Linked DNA regions of Mus musculus: region 2 is linked to region 1. A link is a contact called in public promoter capture Hi-C data. All regions are on one chromosome and are shown on one strand. The core of a region is the stretch at or near the end of the contact, and the rest is flanking DNA. Distances in the headings are between cores, read along the strand shown. Region 1 holds the start of Esyt1 (extended synaptotagmin-like protein 1). Region 2 holds the start of Suox (sulfite oxidase).

Evidence for each region. Capture Hi-C pulls out chosen DNA fragments and counts their contacts.
Region 2: a contact with region 1 is called in a promoter capture Hi-C map of adipose tissue. The contact joins the promoter of Suox here to the promoter of Esyt1 in region 1. A contact is called at or near these places in 2 of 39 promoter capture datasets (embryonic stem cells and neural stem cells), 1 of 15 datasets of contacts at CTCF or cohesin (large pre-B cells), 6 of 484 Hi-C or Micro-C datasets (B cells, the N1E-115 cell line, Th1 cells and 1 more), 8 of 115 datasets of contacts at active chromatin or transcription factors (bone marrow-derived macrophages, embryonic hindbrain, embryonic stem cells and 2 more) and 4 of 9 other capture datasets (adipose tissue, embryonic stem cells, liver and 1 more).

Annotation. Positions count from the first base shown.
Region 1 is chr10:128,523,946-128,527,582 of GRCm38.p6, forward strand. It overlaps Esyt1 (extended synaptotagmin-like protein 1), which reads right to left and starts at 1,914. Exons shown (of 31, transcript NM_011843.2): 1 at 1,519-1,914. The coding sequence starts at 1,878.
Region 2 is chr10:128,671,464-128,675,179 of GRCm38.p6, forward strand. Suox (sulfite oxidase) reads right to left here and starts at 2,455. Exons shown (of 4, transcript NM_173733.3): 1 at 2,389-2,455; 2 at 1,076-1,139; 3 at 641-818; 4 at 1-463. The coding sequence starts at 1,128.

The DNA of each region.
Region 1 (3,637 bases), core at 664-3,163:
CTGCCTCCCAAGTGCTAGGATTAAAGGCGTGTCACCACGCCCAGTAAGAAAAAAGTTTCAACACAGATCCAAGCATACAATCCCGGGGGTGGGAGAATTCTTTCCTTAGAACTTGGGGACACTGAGGCTTCTTTAATAAGGGGAGTGGGTAGGATGTGGGGCCACATAGAGATGCTTCAGCTAGCTCAGAGATGCGAAATGGCAGCTTCTGGGGCCAAGGAGGGGGAGGGGGAGGAGTCTTGAAGAGAAGGGTACATTCTTTCAGGAGGAGATCCTGTCAAATCAGAACTCCGGGGAATCCTGGGATGAAGAAGTCCTAGTTCCTTTGTCCAGCCTTCCCTGCTCCCCTGGGACCGGGCGTGGGCTCCAGTATAAGAAGGTGAAGAAGAAACCAAACCCTGATAACCTAGAGACTGGCAGGAAGTCTTAGGCCTGGTGCGCTGGTGCGCTAGTGCCTGCGCAAGCCTCCGCACTCTCTCCCTCATTCCTTTCCTCCCTAGCTCCTTTCTCTTTCTTCCTGAGTGGGAAAGGACACCTGTGCTGTACACGGAGGTAGGGAGGTGTTGGGTTAATTCCAAGGATAAAGAGTAGCAATAACAGTTGCTACTTAGGGCACATGAAACCGTTTCTTCTTCTTTTCTCTCCAGGGAATGGCAAGTGTGACTGGTGTCTGCCTCTCTCTACCTGTCACCTCTAAGTGAGAAGAGTAGGGAGGGTACCCCAAAGGGGTTGGTAACCCGCTCAGCTTAGCAAGGTCAGAGGGAGGCATCTTTTCAGCCCAGGAGACAGGGTATAGTAATGAGGGCCTGGGTCGGCTGAGCAAACGAGCGAGCGAAGGCTGCTCACAGTCCGGAAAAGGGTGGGGCCGCCCTGGGTACGAGTAAAAAGGAGCAGCGGGAACTACAGCTGCCGCACTACCCTCTTCCCAGAACCTCCTCCTCCCTTAGCCCAGCAGCCCGGCTGGCTTGAGGCTGGAAGGCGACCGCGATAGGTCATTTCCAGGTGCTGGGACTCAGCGGAACAATGCTTGCAGGGCTGGGTCTCAGCGGGTACCTAGAGACAAGGCAGGAAACGGAAAACCCTAATGCCCTGAAGTAGATAAAAAGCCTTGAAAGCGCTAGCAAAGGCGGGGGAACCTCTGAGCCATCGCGGGGTGGGGGGTGGAGGGATCCCCAGAGGCAGCGCGGCAAAGGCGCGAGTGGCACCAGAAGTCAGGAGGAGCGAGCATTCTACACGCTTGGCTGGGAGCGGCAGCTCAGATGTACTGCTGTAGTCCGAGGAGACGGAGGAAGAAGTCCCGATTCCGTGGAAGGATCCGCTCTGCGGCAAGGGTGGGCGGGGAGAGTGGGTGGCCGCGTCCAGGAGTGGTGCGTCCCAGCACACAAGCGCTAACGGGACGATGCAAAGTCTGGGGGCCCGCTGTCCTAGGTGGGGGAGCTGACTTTGTAGGGTGGGAGAGCCCCAAGTTGAGGGGCTAGGAAGAGCTATACTGCACCAAGGGCTGAAGTGGTAACTCACCCAGGCAGGTAGTTCCCGGTGGCTCATATAAAGCGTCTCTGCGGTGATCCGCTCCTCGTCATCCAGCAGCTGCCTCGCTGCCCTCAGGCTCCGTTCTTTCCCATCGCGGACCCGGCGCCAGCCCAAGTACAGGGCGAGGCCGAAAAGCACGAAACCTACGCTAAGACCCGCTGCCCCTGCCAGGTACACCGGCACCAGCACCAACAAGCGGCGCCCGAAGGAAGTCAGCACCGCCAGGGCCTCGCTCGCCGCACCTGGGCCGGCAGGTGGGACCCCGGAGCCCCCGTCCCGCGTGGAGTCCGTGGCAGGGGGCTGCCCTGACGGCTCGGGGCTGGCGCCCTCTTCAGGGGAGTGCTCCATGGGGCAGCTTCTGGGAGTGCCCGCCCGAGCAGCTGCAGGCAGCTCAGTGTCTGGTCCAGCTCCCCCCCAGTAATATATGGTGCTCCCCCCGGGACCTCAAGCCCCGCCCCGCCCCTGCCTGTTGGGGCAGCGCCGCGTAGACTTGGGAAGCTAGAGAGGACTTGGGATGGCAGGGCCTCCGTGATTGGACCAGAGGGTCAAGATGGGAGGGTTGGATGGCGGGAAAAGGGGGGGAAAGAAACCAAAAGACAGTATTTGACTGGTCACGGAGAGAACGGGGCGTAGCGTCCCACTTAAGAGGCGGGAGCAGCTGCTCCTCCCACGTGGGATTGGAGCGCCTGTGGAGTTACGTCATGCAGAGCCGCTACTCTAATTACTGAGTTCAGAGTGAGCTAGAGTTGAGGGTGTATCTCTCCACACGTTCAAATGGTTTGGCAGGGTTTGGTCTGAATCTTAAATATTCTTTGTCAACTTTCCCAGCGTTTGATACTCAGAGAACGTTCGTTTTTGCCTCTAAGAATATTCTTTGAGTTTTTACTGGCTGCCCTTGCGAAACGTTAGGGAAATTAGACCGATTTAGAACGAAAGTCTAGGATGACCGACCCTGTCTAGCGGCCCTGTCTGTGCTGTCCTCAGTCCCCCTATCTTGTCCGTGAAAAGGAACAAGTCAGCGACAGCTGGGGCGTGATGAACATTAGAGTTCTAATACTCCAGTCTTGAAGAAGTGGGGTGAGGGGAGGAGATCGGTAGATAAGTGAGATTTTGTTTCTTTTTAGAATCCAGAGTTAGTCATCTCTATCATAGAGGGCCGATTAAGATTATAGTCAGGGAGGGGCGGTGTTCAACGGCAGCAGTAATTATTACATTTTGCAATAGTTTCCTGATGCTGACCAAAATCAGGTCGGGGAGGAAAAGGTCTGTTTGACTTACACTTCCATATCATAGTCCATCATTGAAGGGAGTCCAGGCAGGAACTGAAACCGGGCTGGAACCTGGAGGCAAGAGCTGATGCAGAGGCCATGGGGGGCGGGGGACGGGGTGCTGCTCACTGGCTTGCTAAACCGGCTTTCTTTCTTTCTTTCTTTCTTTCTTTCTTTCTTTAAGATTTATTTATTATATGTAAGTACACTGTAGCTGTCTTCAGACACCCCAGAAGAGGGAGTCAGATCTTGTTACGGATGGTTGTGAGCCACCATGTGGTTGCTGGGATTTGAACTCCGGACCTTCGGAAGAGCAGTCGGGTGCTCTTACCCACTGAGCCATCTCACCAGCCCCCGGCTTTCTTATAGAACCTAGGACCAGCAGCCCAGGGATGGCCCCCGCCAACCATGGGCTGGGCCCTTCCCTATCAATTAAGGAAATGTTCTACATAGAGGTTTGCCTACAGATCTTATGGAGGCTTCGTCTCAATCAACGTTCCTTCCTCTCAGACGACCCTAGACTATGTCAAGTTGATATAAAACTAGCCAGCACCCTTGGGAACATCTAGGACACTAAAATGAAGAATTCTGACAGACGGGATGGTACATAGCTGTAATCCCAGCATTTTGGAGGCTAAGGCAGCCTGAGATAAATAGCAGAAACAAAATAAAACAAAACAAAAGGAGGCAGGGGTTGGGGGATACAGAAAGGAGGGGAGGAGGAAGGAACAGGCTAGGAAGACAGCTCTGTTTATATAGCCCAAGCATGACGACCTAAATTCATTCCCCAGCAACCACAAGCAAAAGGCCTTTGCTCCACAAGCTTAGTGACCTGAGTT
Region 2 (3,716 bases), core at 1,205-3,704, 150 kb after region 1:
GATAGGTGTGTGGGTCCAGGTTAGGTACAGGCAGATGGTTACGGGTGAAGAAAATAGGATTTGGTGTGATGTAGCCTTCAGTTAGCAGTTCAGGAGGAGGCTCTGCATTAAAGGGGCGCTGGCTATTAATCCTCAGGGCTGGATGACGAATAGGATCATCAGCATAAGGGTCAGAGGCTTCCACGGAGGGGGACATGCTATCTTCGGGGTTCAGTTCCCCAATCTTATACTCGGCCAGTAACTCACGTACATGGGGCTGGTTGTGCACAGCATAGAGGGCCCAGAAGGGTTCTAGGGGACCTCCAGCTGCTAGCATCAGTTTTGATGGTCCTCCTGGATGCAGGTCCACAAATTTTGTGACATCGAAGACCTCAGAGCCTAGAGTTACCCAGACTCCAGTTTTAGGGTTGTTGTGAGAACGCACATCCTCTTTAGAGTACATCCGTGGTGACTCCTGAGAAGCCTGAGGGTTGAGGAGGGAGAAAGCAAAAGGAAGAGACTATTAACTCACTTTAGGTCATTCTGACCCCATCCACAGTCAGTCTGGGAAATTAAGGGAGCAGGTTGTATTTCTACAGTTCATGAAGACAGAGCCTATAAGATCCCTTTGTTCCGGCATGGAAGCTCTTTTCCCACTTACCCTACACCGATGCTCATGGTAGACCAGCACCACACCCAGGCCTAACAGGGTCCCCATGACTTTCCATCTCCGAGTCCTTGAGTTATCATCAGAAAAGGTAAGGCTGGGATGCTGGGGCTCAAGTGAATCATTTGTGGAGCATGCTTGAATGCAGAGCCTCAAGGGGGTTGACTTGACTCTGGAAGACAGAGATATTAGTAGCACAGAACGTCCCAAGAAAGCACCAGTGAAGTAGTGTGGTCAGTCACCTCTCCCTCATTAGTCACCAGTTTGCAATTGGAATTTGGTTTCTTCCGGATGGGTAGGACCAGCGAAATATGGCTTTCTCTTTCCTCCAATACTGTACTATATTATGTGTCAGATAAGATAAATATCTACCAGATAAGATAATTATGAGATAGGCTAGGAGATAAGTACTGGCTTGGGAAAACCTACCTGATGGCCTGTGGAAGCCTCACAACCACGGATCTGTATAGCTGCAGCAGCATCGTGGCAAGACCTACAACAAGAAGATAGATTCTAGGTTTCAAACCAAGAAAACCCCATGTTTGGGAGACCTGAGAGTGCATGGTCCAAATGTGTTCTTAAGAGTACACTTGGAGCACTTCAGAGACACACTGTGCCGAAAGGAATGGGGGTGGAGTGGGGATGGAAAGGTACAGAGGCTTCTAGAAAGAACAATGCCCCAGGCAAAGGGACTAAAGGACAGATTAGAGGTTTGCCAATTTTTTTTCTAATGATGCTGTGTATTGAACCTAAGGTCTTGAGAATATTATAACTCTACCACTGAGTCATATCCTCAGCCCCTATTTTATAATTACTTCTAAATTGAGACTGATGAAAACAGACAAGAGGTGGCTGCAACCTAATGGGGTGAAGGAGCCAGAATCCTGGAAGCAAACTGCCTGGGGTTTGCAAAACCAGGCCTTGTCATTAACCAGCTCCCATGGCAACACAGCGGGCCTCTCTGAACTTGTATCCTCATCTCTACCCAGAGGAACTGATACGAAGAGTAAACAAGTAATAACATTCACTCAGACCTTTCCTCTTTTCTCCCTCCACCCTTCTAAAATAAATACCCCATCTGAGAACTGAACCTCAATTCAGAGTCTCCACCCTGACCTCGTAGTCTATGGCATTCTAGTGATCTCAGCAAACTGAGCAGAGTCAATGGCCAGGGTGTCAGGGGATGGGCTAGAGAAGGAAGTTAATTTTTCTGCTCTCTGTCCTGCTGAGGTGTCTTCCTCACAACCTAGTGCCTCTCTGACCTAGGATGGTCAAAGTGGAGAGTAGTAAGAAGCCGCTGGTTGCTGAGATGCTAGGGATGGGACTCTTACAAATGGCGAAGGAAGATGGAAAAGGCGAATTTTTCTCCTCTTTACGCCTGGGCCACGGGGATCCCTACTCTTCCTGCCATCTACTCTTAATTTCAGCAACCTGCTTTTTACCAGCCCCGTTCCAGGTTTGGGAGGAGCGGCCTGCTAAATACCGAAATGCTACTCCGTGGTGCAAGAGTAGTCCTTACTCTCTGAGACACTTTAGGTAGGAGGGTGTGTCTGTCCAGAATTCGGACAGAACACCAGCCTGCGACCCCAGGAGCACACCGACATCATATATGGAGATACTGGTTCTTTTGCTACTGCTAAGATTTGGAGGTTGCTCCAAGTTACTCCAAGATTTGGCGGCACTGGCCGCCTTGGTCCCACCGTTGCCCTCCCTCCTTTCTCTCCCGGTCGCAGTCCCCTTACCCGGCTGGATGTCGGCAGCGGAACAATTTCACCCGCCCCGTGCAGGGCTAGAGCGGCCCAGAGCGGAGGGGCGGGGCGGGGCGGGGCTCGGCCGTGACGTGTACAGTTTGTGCAGGCGTCCTGACGCCCCTCGCCGGCTCCGCAGCTATTGGCCCCTAGCTTTGCAGCTGCTCTTGACGAGGACTGTCAACTGTCGCCCGGTCGCCGGGTCGCCGGGTCGCCGGGTCGCCGGGTCGCCGGGTCGCCGGGTCGCCGGGTCGCGGGGTTGCGAAGCTGGGGGGCGGGGCGTCGCCGGGTCCTGGATGGTACAGGCCTCTGCCTCCCGGGGACCGGGGTCACACACTGGTGACCAGAGCAGACCGCAGCTCCGTAGGGAATTGTGAGGCACAACTGATGCTCTGTATCTAGACAGTGGAAGGTGACAAGGCCTTGAAAGGTGGCCACGAGAATGGGGACCACATTCCCGGGGAAAACCCAGGGTTTTGTCCCGCGCCTCGGTAGTTCGGTGTTGCAACGTTGAGTCCTAGGGAAAGCAAGGCCAGGAATAACGGCAGAAATGATGCCCAAAATAGTGGCTCAACGATTCCCAGAGTGGATTTCTGAAGTGTGAAAACAGCAATACCGAAAAACCATGTTTTATTTGAGACAAGGTCTCACTATGTAGCTCTGGCTGGTCTGAATCTAGCTTTGTAGACCCTGCTGATCCGGAACTCCGGAGGTAGATTTGTCTGTCTCTGCCTCGAGTACCTCACTTAAAAGCATGCACCAAAGTCTGCGTGATGAATTTTTTAAAAAGCGTCTACTTAAACAAGAAAAAAGGGCAGTTTAACAAAAGTATAAACATTGTAGTCTTGTATATAAAAGGTAAAGGACAATGATAGAAAAATTTGCTATTACTCTTAATCATTTACTAGAGATTGAAATTTTGACATTCACTTTGGGCTCCGGGAACAAACATTCATAGACTGCCCTCTAGAGACCAGAGGGTTGAGCTACAGTCGCATCAACTTAGAACAAACTTTTACATCTGGAAGTTCATCTTTGTCCATTTATGTTTTTTGATTGTTTTTGGTTTTTGTTTTTTGAGGAATTGGGCTAAGAATCCTGAACAGGGAAGTGTACTCAGAAAAGGGGACGTGATAGTGAATAGGTGATATTGACTCTAACGTTTTTGGGAGTGGAAAGGTTTTCAGCCTTTGCAGATTATCATCCGAAAGGTTGGTTCTGTTTTTGTTTTTATTTTTTGAGGCAGGGTTTCTGTGTAGCCCTGACTGTCCTAGAACTTACTGTGTAGACTAGGATGGCCTGGAACTCACAGAGATCTGCCT